Linked DNA regions of Drosophila melanogaster: all the other regions are linked to region 3. Evidence: chromatin contacts called from public Hi-C data. All regions are on one chromosome and are shown on one strand. Each heading gives the region's core, a stretch centred on a gene start, on an enhancer-like site or on the middle of the called end of the contact. The rest is flanking DNA. Distances are from core to core; before and after follow the strand shown.

What was found. Hi-C and Micro-C count contacts between places; a contact is called where the count stands out from the background.
Region 1: a contact with region 3 is called in a Hi-C map of the Kc167 cell line, with 2.9 times the contacts expected there. The contact joins the promoter of CkIIbeta here to the promoter of Tango2 in region 3. A contact is called at or near these places in 2 of 107 Hi-C or Micro-C datasets (the Kc167 cell line and eye imaginal disc).
Region 2: a Hi-C map of the Kc167 cell line shows a contact between it and region 3, with 1.9 times the contacts expected there. The contact joins the promoter of CG2444 here to the promoter of Tango2 in region 3. A contact is called at or near these places in 11 of 107 Hi-C or Micro-C datasets (the Kc167 cell line, the S2 cell line, cellular blastoderm embryo and 5 more).

What each region holds. Positions count from the first base shown.
Region 1 is chrX:11,790,705-11,794,193 of dm6, forward strand. CkIIbeta (Casein kinase II beta subunit) reads left to right here and starts at 1,829. Exons shown (of 7, transcript NM_206692.3): 1 at 1,829-1,982; 2 at 2,739-2,814; 3 at 3,094-3,196; 4 at 3,270-3,461. The coding sequence starts at 2,743. Karl (karl,) reads left to right here. Exons shown (of 5, transcript NM_001298208.1): 3 at 154-291; 4 at 357-480; 5 at 654-1,549. The coding sequence ends at 1,027. It also overlaps asRNA:CR44962.
Region 2 is chrX:11,703,591-11,707,041 of dm6, forward strand. It overlaps CG2444, which reads right to left and starts at 1,710. Exons shown (of 2, transcript NM_001298206.1): 1 at 1,230-1,710; 2 at 720-1,151. The coding sequence starts at 1,338. The coding sequence ends at 916. PhKgamma (Phosphorylase kinase gamma) reads left to right here. Exons shown (of 11, transcript NM_167297.3): 11 at 1-804. The coding sequence ends at 53. FucT6 (alpha1,6-fucosyltransferase) reads right to left here. Exons shown (of 4, transcript NM_132512.4): 4 at 2,985-3,451. The coding sequence ends at 3,416.
Region 3 is chrX:13,615,685-13,619,083 of dm6, forward strand. It overlaps Tango2 (Transport and Golgi organization 2), which reads left to right and starts at 1,305. Exons shown (of 4, transcript NM_132677.4): 1 at 1,305-1,891; 2 at 2,130-2,252; 3 at 2,589-2,718; 4 at 2,913-3,399. The coding sequence starts at 1,750. The coding sequence ends at 3,369. tth (toothrin) reads right to left here and starts at 902. Exons shown (of 2, transcript NM_001298287.1): 1 at 1-902. The coding sequence starts at 296.

The DNA of each region.
Region 1 (3,489 bases), core at 579-3,078, 1.8 Mb before region 3:
TATATATAGGTAATAGAAAAAAACTCCTATCATAAAGTATAATAGATCTTTATCATTATAGATTACATTATATATTATATTATACAACATTATAAAGACCTCCTCTAAATTACTTACATATCTAACTTATTATGGAACTAATTTTCCGTTTAGGTGGGAGCCATTAAGAACTTCGATTTGGAGCGCATGATGGGCTGTTGGCACGTGGTTCAGTATTACGCATCCACAGAGGAACTTCCGGAGTACGCGTGCATGCGCAGTCACTTTTCCTTTTCCAAAGAGGATCAGCATGTGAGTGGCAGCAAGGACCTTTATCCCTATTACAAATTATACCTCAATACCTCAATTTAAATTAGATAACGATGAACTTTAGCTACATATTTGCGGAGGATCCGCTGCGCGAGAAGCTCGTGGGCAACATCACCTGGATGATACCCAAATTCCAAGAGCCAGGACATTGGCAGCACACGGAGGACATATGTGAGTGATGGAAATGTTTCTACAATCAAATTCAAAACGAAAATCTATTCAAAATGTAGTTGTGATACGTTTGAAGTAGTTTGGTAATTACTATGCCAAAGAGTAATTCGATCTGCCCGGGTTTAATATATGTTTTAAGCAGTATTTTCGTTTCTATATGTACCTCCTTGCAGATGAGGGCATCTACAACACATACGTTCTGGACACGGACTACGACACCTGGGGCCTGGTGATGCACTGCGCCGAGAAGAAGAAGCAACCACGTTACCTGTCCGCCCTGCTTTTGTCGCGGAAAACATCGTTGGCCGACAACGAGATCAGCTTTCTGCGCGGCAAGTTGCCGCAGGATATCGACACATCCTTTATGTTTAACATCGGGCAGGAATCGTGCGACAATCTAATGGAATCTAGTCGCGACGATCCACTGGCCTATGTTGTGAATGGACGCAAGAGAGCCAAGGAAATCTTCAAAATTATCAATAAGCCTGACGGCAGAGTGCGCGCTAGTAGCGAAGCGAGAAGCTATGAGCAAAGCGAGAAGCTGTGAGCAAAGCGAGTCGATGGCAGAGTAAGAGCTAAGCGAGAAACGAGCTACATTGCTCTCTTTTAGTTATTAATGTGAACGTGATGGATTCGGACGAGGAATTTTTTGCATCAAGCGCAACTATTAACTTTCTGTTAAAACTGTCGTCCACCCTCTTAACTGAAATAGAAATGAAAAAGGCGAATTCAATAATTTATATAAAAGGTTATTTACAGAATGGAACAAGACAAAACAAAATAACGTGTGTTTTGAAAATAAACGGTAATATAGCGCAGAATATAACAAAACAATCGTACGCCCTGAGCGAGTTGAAGCGATAAGGCCTTGCTCTCGCTTTTTCGCTTAAGCTCGCAACTCGCTTCGCTCTCACTCTGACATCTTTCGAGCGATTGCGCTTAAAATGCATGCAGTGGGTTTATCGCTCGTTCTTGTATTATTAGTCTAATCAATCAACTAAGAGAAAATATTATACGAAAACCCGATTTATTTTGTCAATAATACAAATTTAAATAAGCACTTTCAAACATTTCAAACTTTCAACATAGTGTTACCATACAACTAAACGAAATAATACCTTAAAGTAGTTGTAAGAAAATATTGCTAGCTGCAATCGGTAAATTATTTGACAAATGGCAAAACAGCCAACTAAATGCTGGTAATAAACAATATTTTAATATTTGGCTTGATTTGCTTATTTAACAAATAATTCCGCGTTTTGTTTGGTTAATTGCTTTTCCGAACCAGTGTTGCGAAACGCGCAATCCCGATTAGCCGATACATCGCTTAGCGATGACACGGCGCCACATCGATTGGCAATCGCCTGCGGACAGCGCAGGACAGCGGTAATCGATAGTCGAGATTGCATACCTGATATCATCGTCTTCGCTACAATATTTGCCTTTACCGGTTCAGCTGCAGTACAAAAGTCGATCAATTTGAGTAATTATTAACAATTTGGGTGAGTGCTGGCCACTGGAAGATAGCCGCAGCGGGAAAAATACAGAATAGCAAGTTGGTGTGCGTTGGATTGCGCTCATCGGTGTAAAGGCGTGCGTGTGTGCACGTCCCTATGTGCGCTTCGCGGTGTGCGTGTTTGCTTGTGTGCGTGTGGTGGCCCCTGTATATGTGTCTCTTTTTTTCTCAATTTCCAACAGTGTGTGCTTCTTCTTGCTGCTCGGCACATTTTGTATGAGCGCTTGTCAATTGTCACAATACGAGTATAAAAATTTATTTTTATGCCCCCCGACCACACGAATTTCAACGGTGCGATCACCGAAAACTAGTAACATTGTACAAGCAACGCGAATTAAACGGAAAACCGAAAACAAAAACCCCAAAAGGCCAATCCAACCAAAAAAAAAGAGGAGGAAAGAAGAAAAAAGCGGAAAAAGAGAGTGTGGTTTGTGCGAGCAACAAGAAGCGGAACCAAAAGGAAACGTGAAGAAAGCAGGGGGGGTGGGGTAGACAAGAAAGTGCCAAGATTCCGTTCCAAGATATTTTAACAATAAATTTCGCACGCCAGCCCAAATTACGCAAAATAATCCCCTTAATGTATGTAATAGTGCGTGAGCGTTTGTCCCAGTGTGTGTGCCATGATTGCCTGTGTGTGTGAGAGTGCGGTGTGCATGTGTGGTATGCGTGTGCAGGATAATTTGTCAGCAAAAAAAAAACGATGAAAATATGAATTAGCAACTCCATTCGCTTATCTTTGCAGCAAAATGAGCAGCTCCGAGGAAGTCTCCTGGGTCACCTGGTTCTGTGGACTTCGTGGCAATGAGTTCTTCTGCGAGGTGAGATATCATCATCATATCAGCATCAACGACGAATTACCCGCGTTCTTCGCTGTAATCGCGTTATCTAAGCGCGCGCTATAAGTGCAACAATTGCAAAGTGCAGCCCTCAATCTCTGCCTTTGCGCGCGCGTGTGTGTGTGTGTGTGTGCGTGTGTGCCGCAAGGTGGGGCAATACCGAGCCCAACTGTACACACATGTCCAGATAACACACGATATAGTGGATATATGACAGTATATTCCAGTACAGATCCTAATTGCATACGCTTTTGATTCCAGGTGGATGAGGACTACATACAGGATAAATTCAATTTAACTGGTTTAAATGAGCAGGTACCCAACTATCGGCAAGCGTTGGACATGATCTTGGACTTGGAACCGGGTAAGTTTAGAATGGGCTGTTACCCATATCCAAAATTGTAATGTATATAGCTAATGCGCCTTACCATCCACAGAGGACGAGCTCGAGGACAATCCACTGCAGTCCGACATGACCGAGCAGGCCGCCGAGATGCTCTACGGCCTCATACACGCCAGATATATACTAACAAATCGCGGCATCGCTCAAATGATCGAGAAATATCAAACTGGCGATTTCGGACATTGTCCACGTGTCTACTGTGAAAGTCAGCCCATGCTGCCATTGGGTGCGTAACCAGATCCTTGATCAATCGC
Region 2 (3,451 bases), core at 460-2,959, 1.9 Mb before region 3:
ATACTCCCCGCACGGAGCTCCACGCGCTCTACATCAACAATCTCAGCCGATAGAAGGCGGTCGGGCATGGGGCATGGGCCATGGGCCATGGGGAATGGGGCGTGGCGGAGTCGCGCTGATCTACACAAGCACACACACACACACACACACAGAAAGAAAGAAAAAAGAAAATAAGAGGAAACACAGTAAGCAAGAAACCAAGAAACAAACCAACAAACGAATTAGCAAAAGCTACTACTATGAGAAGCAGGAAATTGCGATTGCAACAGGACACACCAAACACACCAAAAAGGATTCAATCCATCCATACATTCGGATTCGCCTCGTTCTGGACGGACAGCCAACACGCAGGTGTACATATATACGTATGTATGTATGTATGCATGCCTAGTAACATTACCTCCCCTGCCTTCTTCGTCCTTGTGATTTTGTTTAATACTTTTTAATTCGATTTTATTGCGTCTAATGCGCGCCAGCCATCTAGTGTAATCAGTTAGTGTAGTGAATGTAGCGTTCAACCACGGCCATGCATACCACCCAGATGGTACATGGCTATCCAGTGGTCCAACGTTATGACCCGGCGCCAGAACGAGCCGAATCGGATGACGAGATGCGATTGATTGTTGGGTTGGGGGAATGTACACACCTCATCTCACCATACTCCACACCCAACTAAGCCCACACAAGCAAGCGTACATGCATATGTATTTTCTGTTAATGATTCTATTAAATTATTTAATTGTATTGCTAAGCGTTTACATTTTAATTGTTATGTTGTAGTATACACAATAAATAAAAACAAACAAAAAAAAAAAAAAAGAACGAAATAATAAGCTGAAAACAAATCCATTGCCCATTGCCTCCTAGTTAGTTGAGCAACTTAAGGATTATGGCAATTAATAATGGCTTAAGATGTTAGATGTGCTTGTCGCAATTGTATTTCCGCTCGCAGCAAGCGGGAAATTCGCGATTGATGTTCACAAAGTCGCGCTGCTTGCAGCCCGGTGGCGGAGCGACTGCATCGCAGGTTTTGAAGGTCACCAAGCCATCCGCATGGCATTCGGCCCGCACGCATGGCAGATCCGGCGCCAGACCCGTCTCCCCGGGCGACAGGATCGTGTTCGTGTCCAGCACACACTTGCCGGGATGCGCTGCAAGCGATGGAGCAAAGAGTTAGTATGGCATATGACTGGTTTGCACCCAAGTGGACATCACCAGCACAAACTTACATGAATTGTTCAGTTTGACCTTGGCAACGGCCGCCTGGCCAACGTGGCCGCCAAGGATGACGACCAGGCCGAGGAGTAGGAATGCGGCAACGGTGCTAAACTGCGACATACTGCTCGATACTGGATTTCGTTTTGGGTAATCTCTGGTGGAAACTCTGGGATCGAGCGAGGTGTTATCAACTGGGATGCTGGTCCGCAAGTGCTGATGTTTGGGCCGCACCGGCAATGTTTTATACGCAACCGGGGGCGTCGGTTATCAGAAGGCGAAACTGAATCCGAATCCGAATCCGAGTTCGAGTTCGAGACCGAAGCCAAAGCCCCCGGAATGAGGCGGCTTATCCGCTCCAGCTGCCGACGACACCGACTTGACCTTGTCCAACGAGCGGAGCTCCTTTTTCCGATTCCCCGATTGCCGGTTTAGCTGCCTGTTTGGCCGCTTTGTTTAATTTTTATTTTTATTTGTTTTTGTTAATATCTGTGATCATTTTTTTTTGTTTTTTTTACTTCCCTGCGGTTCATTGAGTACTTAATTACAATTGCCCCACGCACACAGACGCCTTTAATTTATTTATGCATAAGCACACATACGCGTGCTTATTGTTATTATTCTTATTTTTTTGTTTTATTGACGGTGTGCGGAGGCTTATCACGTTTCGAATTTTCGGCACCCGTTTCGTTTTTGTTTTTTTGGTTTTTTTTTTTGGGAATTTTCTTGTTTTGGTGTTTTGGAATTCCTGCGAGTTTTTTTTAAGAGTAGCAGTGTTCCAGCGGGTTTACCGCGACTTGACTCATCATCACGAGGGCACGCATCTTCAATTTGCACTTTCACCGGCGCCTCGGGGTTCTTGAACCGCCGCAAAGCCATCATAAAAAACTGGTCCTTCAATATTCGATGGTTATAATGTATGCATATTTACAATATAGTACATATTATGGATGAATGATCATTCATATCCAGATCAGGTTAAAAAGTCTTTCAACCCACTGGCTAATGTAATTGATGTAAGTCATACGAATAACAAGCTAAAATCGACAAGGTTTTGCATTTTGTTCAAAATTTGATATTTGCAATTGGATTTTTCATCATAAGATATCCTAAAATTTTATAATAGCTGATTATTATCAATCCTAACGATCCCATTAACTTTTGGCAATTTTTTATATTTTTTTTATAATTTTGCAAAAAATGGCCAAAAAATAGAATTCACATTTTTAAAAACAGTTTGTTTCGGAATTCAATTACGAGCTCAACGATGTATGACATTCCATATTTGGACCATAATTTTTAAAGTTTCGCTAAAATAAATAAATAAATCAATAAATTATTGATTTTCAAAACCAGCTGCCTGATGAAATTCAACGACAAAAAATTAGAATTTCCAATTTTGAATAAGGAATTACACATTTTTGAGGAAAATTTTTAGATTTTTCGTACCAGGCGATCATAACCAGTAGCAGAAAACAAACTGCCAGTCTGTACAAAATGCACATTTTTATGGTAAATATATTGATTTTTTGCATCAGGCGATTACAATAAATAGCAGGTGTATACTGAAAACGAAATTCCAAAAGATCGTTGGTCTCATTCTGAAATTTCTGTTCGCCTGGTAGCGAAGCCCACAGCCCAGAGTTGCAGAAAAGGTAAATCGCTTTCAATATTTGCTTTTTAAAACATTACTATTTATTTCTTTTACTATGACGCTTGAATTTATCAGTTTTAGTTTTGTTTTGCGTTCGTTTTTTATCTTTGTTTTTGTTTTCTTTCAACTATTTTACAGGTGATAGACTATATTGCGCTTAGTGAAACTACATGCACTTCTATATATAATTTATTTATATATATAAATATCTTTATGTATATTCTTGTCAACATAATTTCTTCGGCTTTCGACTTACATCTTATTAAAAGACTTGTACAAATGCAGAATAAGAATAAGAATAAGATTCGGAATCGAAATCAGAGCGTAAAAGTGCGCAGACGAGAACATGAAGAAATAGTCACATATTGATGGACAAGTACAGAAAGAGCGAGATTTCATTTGAGATTCTGGACATTCGATAGATTCTGGTGATGCTGATCCGAGCCGAATCGATATGCACCATGGAAATTCCAGGTGGAATGCGGCAGATAGGATTTACAGATCGATCAACAACATGGCCGAGAATGTAGTGATGTGAGCAACTAACTAAATGCCCGCATAGAGAGGCAGCTTGGCGGTGTC
Region 3 (3,399 bases), core at 55-2,554:
TTGCTCAAGTACTGACGACGGCTCTTCCGCCAGCGGGCCGCCGGATACGTGTAGATCTGGCCCTGCCGGAAGCCGGGCATCCGCTGTCGCTTGTCCAGGAAGAGCTGCGAGTGGTTCTGGGCGACGCCTGTCTGCGGATCGAGGAAGGGCAGCCGGTGGCGCCGTTCGCTGCACAGGCGCGTGTTGAAGTTGGCACTGTACTCGATCGTCTCCCGGTAGCTGACATCCTTCAGGAAGCTCTCGATCTTGGCCAGATTCGGCATAGAGACGATCTGGATGTTAACGGCGGAGGACATGGCTGTTCCTGGTCCTAATCCCACTGTTGGCTAACCTCAGAGTCCGGCTGTGCCGCTAATCCATCCCAGAGTCTTGGCAATTTCCGCTCCGCTCCGCCCCGTTTCTTATCGCAATTTTTTTCCAGTGTGTTGTGTTCCGTTTCTTATCGCTTTTCGCTGCCTGTTTTTTTTATTCTTCTTCGTCTTCCACCTCTCCTCTCGACCGACACATACACGCACGCACACACACACACACGCAAAGCTCTCTATCGATGTGACCCCGCGCCAGGGGGCGTGGGCGGCAGTGGGCGTGGCGAGGGCGATACGTTTAGATCGCGATCTGCGGCCGGATTTTCCAATTGTTTAATTGATCAGAAATATTAACGTCGTTTTCACTGCTCTGCTGAATGCCAGTGTTACCAGATGGCGACATGATTTTCCCCCCAAATGTTCTCGACCGACCGGTATTTTTGTCCTAAAAAATCCACTCTTTCGCTTTAATTTTAGCGATCAGTTTTCTTACCAATTTAAGGGCCTGTATAGGTCTGTTAGTTAATTTATGCATTGCAGTGCATAGCTATGTAATGGTATTTTCTAGTTTTAATTACAAGCCTATGTTACAGGGTTTTTGGTTAGTTTTCAAACATCGATAAGTTGTAAGCCAATCGATTGCCGGGCCCACGGTCATACAATAGAGATGGGCAACTGGCGATAATGCCTACCTACCTGTTACGCCAATTTCAAAATAGTAGTTTGTTATCTGGATCGGCACAGGCGACAAAAAAAACTAATATGTTTATATATACGTTATATATGGCTTTGGAAATAAATTACACAATCATATTGGTCAATCATTGTTTCAGCGCACGATGAGGAACTAAAATCTTCAAATTTAAAAGTACAAATTAAGATAAGTCATAGACTGCACAAATAAATAATTAGCAATTAATAAAATAGCTAAAAGAATATTGCACAGGGCAGCAGAGTGTTAACGATTTTCTTATCGATTCTCCTGTCAGCTGGCAACGCCAAAACAAAACAAAAACAAAATTAAAAGAGAAATCAAAACAAGGCAACCCGGTCATTGAAATTTCAGAAAATACTGCTTTGTTTGCGTTAACGGGAATGCTTTTTGCCCCGTAGATATGTATATATCACATAGAGGCACGGCTCACAGAGAACACCCACCAATCCAAACCATTTACATTTACCACTTAGATTAGCTGGTCTCGCAAACAACGGATAAGACTGTATATCAGCTGTACGTACGTACGGCTATTTGGTGATAAAACCGGCGCTATAGTTCCACTGCCACAAAGTAACAAAGAGAAGACTGAGCCGAACAACCTGCCATTTTGATACCGACGCCCCACCGAGATTAAAGCCCACTTTTCCGGATCCCATTCGCAGTTGTCCCACAACCTCAAGGCACTACAAATCGCAACAATAGCCAAATAAGTATAGGATTCCGACGATGTGCGTGATATTCTTTTGTGCGGACTCGAATCCGCAACCGGGTGGCTACAAGCTCATCCTGGCCTCCAATCGGGACGAGTTCTTTGCCCGCGCCACCCTATCGGCAGCCAAGTGGGCGAATGCCGATCATGTTTACGGAGGTAAGTGGTGGGGCTTATGCCCTTGAATGCCTATGCTTAGATGGAGTATAATCCTTGAGAGCTTGTATTCATCAAGATGTTACCTATAGTTTAGTCACTAAGATGATTTGATAGCAGTTTGTTAGAATGAACACCTCTCACAAGATCTGTTTCCCAGCAACCTAATTGGATTTCAAGCCATCTTACCCATGAGTGCGGGATCAACTTGAGTAAATATTTATGTATTCCCCCATTTCAGGGATCGATCTGGAGCCGGGACGCGAGGGCGGCACCTGGCTGGCGATCGGCCACTCCGCTGGCTTCTTTAAGGTGGGCGCCCTGCTCAATCTGACCGGCGAGCCCAAGCCACGCGATGCAGTTGGTAAACCCATTTGAGCTACTTACTAATCCAAATTGACGCGCACACACACGCACACACACTCATCCATACACCTAACACTTGGCCCGAACTAAAACTTTCACAACCGCGACCAAAGAAAAAGCAAAGCAAAAACAAACTTTCTTCGTTTCTGTTTTCTGTTTGAAGCGCACAAAAACATTTTGCAACCGCATAATCACAACAGCAACAGCACCGGCATTAACCTTTGCCCCAAGACCACCACCTCCAACAGCTACCGTCATCCGAATCCGAATCCAATTCAGAACCCGAATACGAATCCGAGTAGGGGGCAATCGAATAACGAACATTTCTTACTAGGGCGCGGCATGATTGTGGCGGACTATGTTACCCGGGCGGACGAGGAGCACAGCATCCTGAACTACAACGAAAGGCTGCTCAAAGATTGCACCAAGTATTCTGCCTTCAACTTTGTGTCCATCGAAATTGGGTGAGTCTGCGCCCATTCAGGTTAACCTGAATTATTATATATTCTAATTATATGCATATTAGTATGTACATATATTGCTTTATGCTGTCTTTATCTCCGAATTATACGTATAAATTCTGAATAATATGCAATAACATTAGGGAACCATTAGCGAAACATTGATACCATCTACTGCACGCCTTCGTTCTCAACAGATCTGCATCCCAGCCCGCTCGCGTGAAGCTGCTGAGCAATGTGCCGCCCACGCTGGAGGATTTCCAGAACGGCGAGTGCTACGGATTTGGCAACAGTCTGCCGCACTCTCCGTTCGAGAAGGTGCGTCATGGCAAACAGGAGTTCGAGGCGATCGTTAAGGCTCATGGGGAAGCCAGCGTGGAGACTCTGTCCGCCCAGCTGATGCAGTTGCTCCGCAACAAGCACAAATTCTGGCCGGACGACGAGCTAAAGACACGTGCGCCCAACTGGGGCGAGGGATTGAGTTCCCTAAACGTCCATATCGAAGAGCATGCCTATGGCAGCCGTACACACTCCGTTGTCCTGGTGGACAGCGAGAATAAGATGCACTTCATTGAGGAGACAATGACTGGATTGGATCCGCACGGCGAATGGAACAAGACCCACATTGAAAAGGATTTTCAAAACGGCGTTTGACCACGGACAGGATGACGCAACTTCTTGACG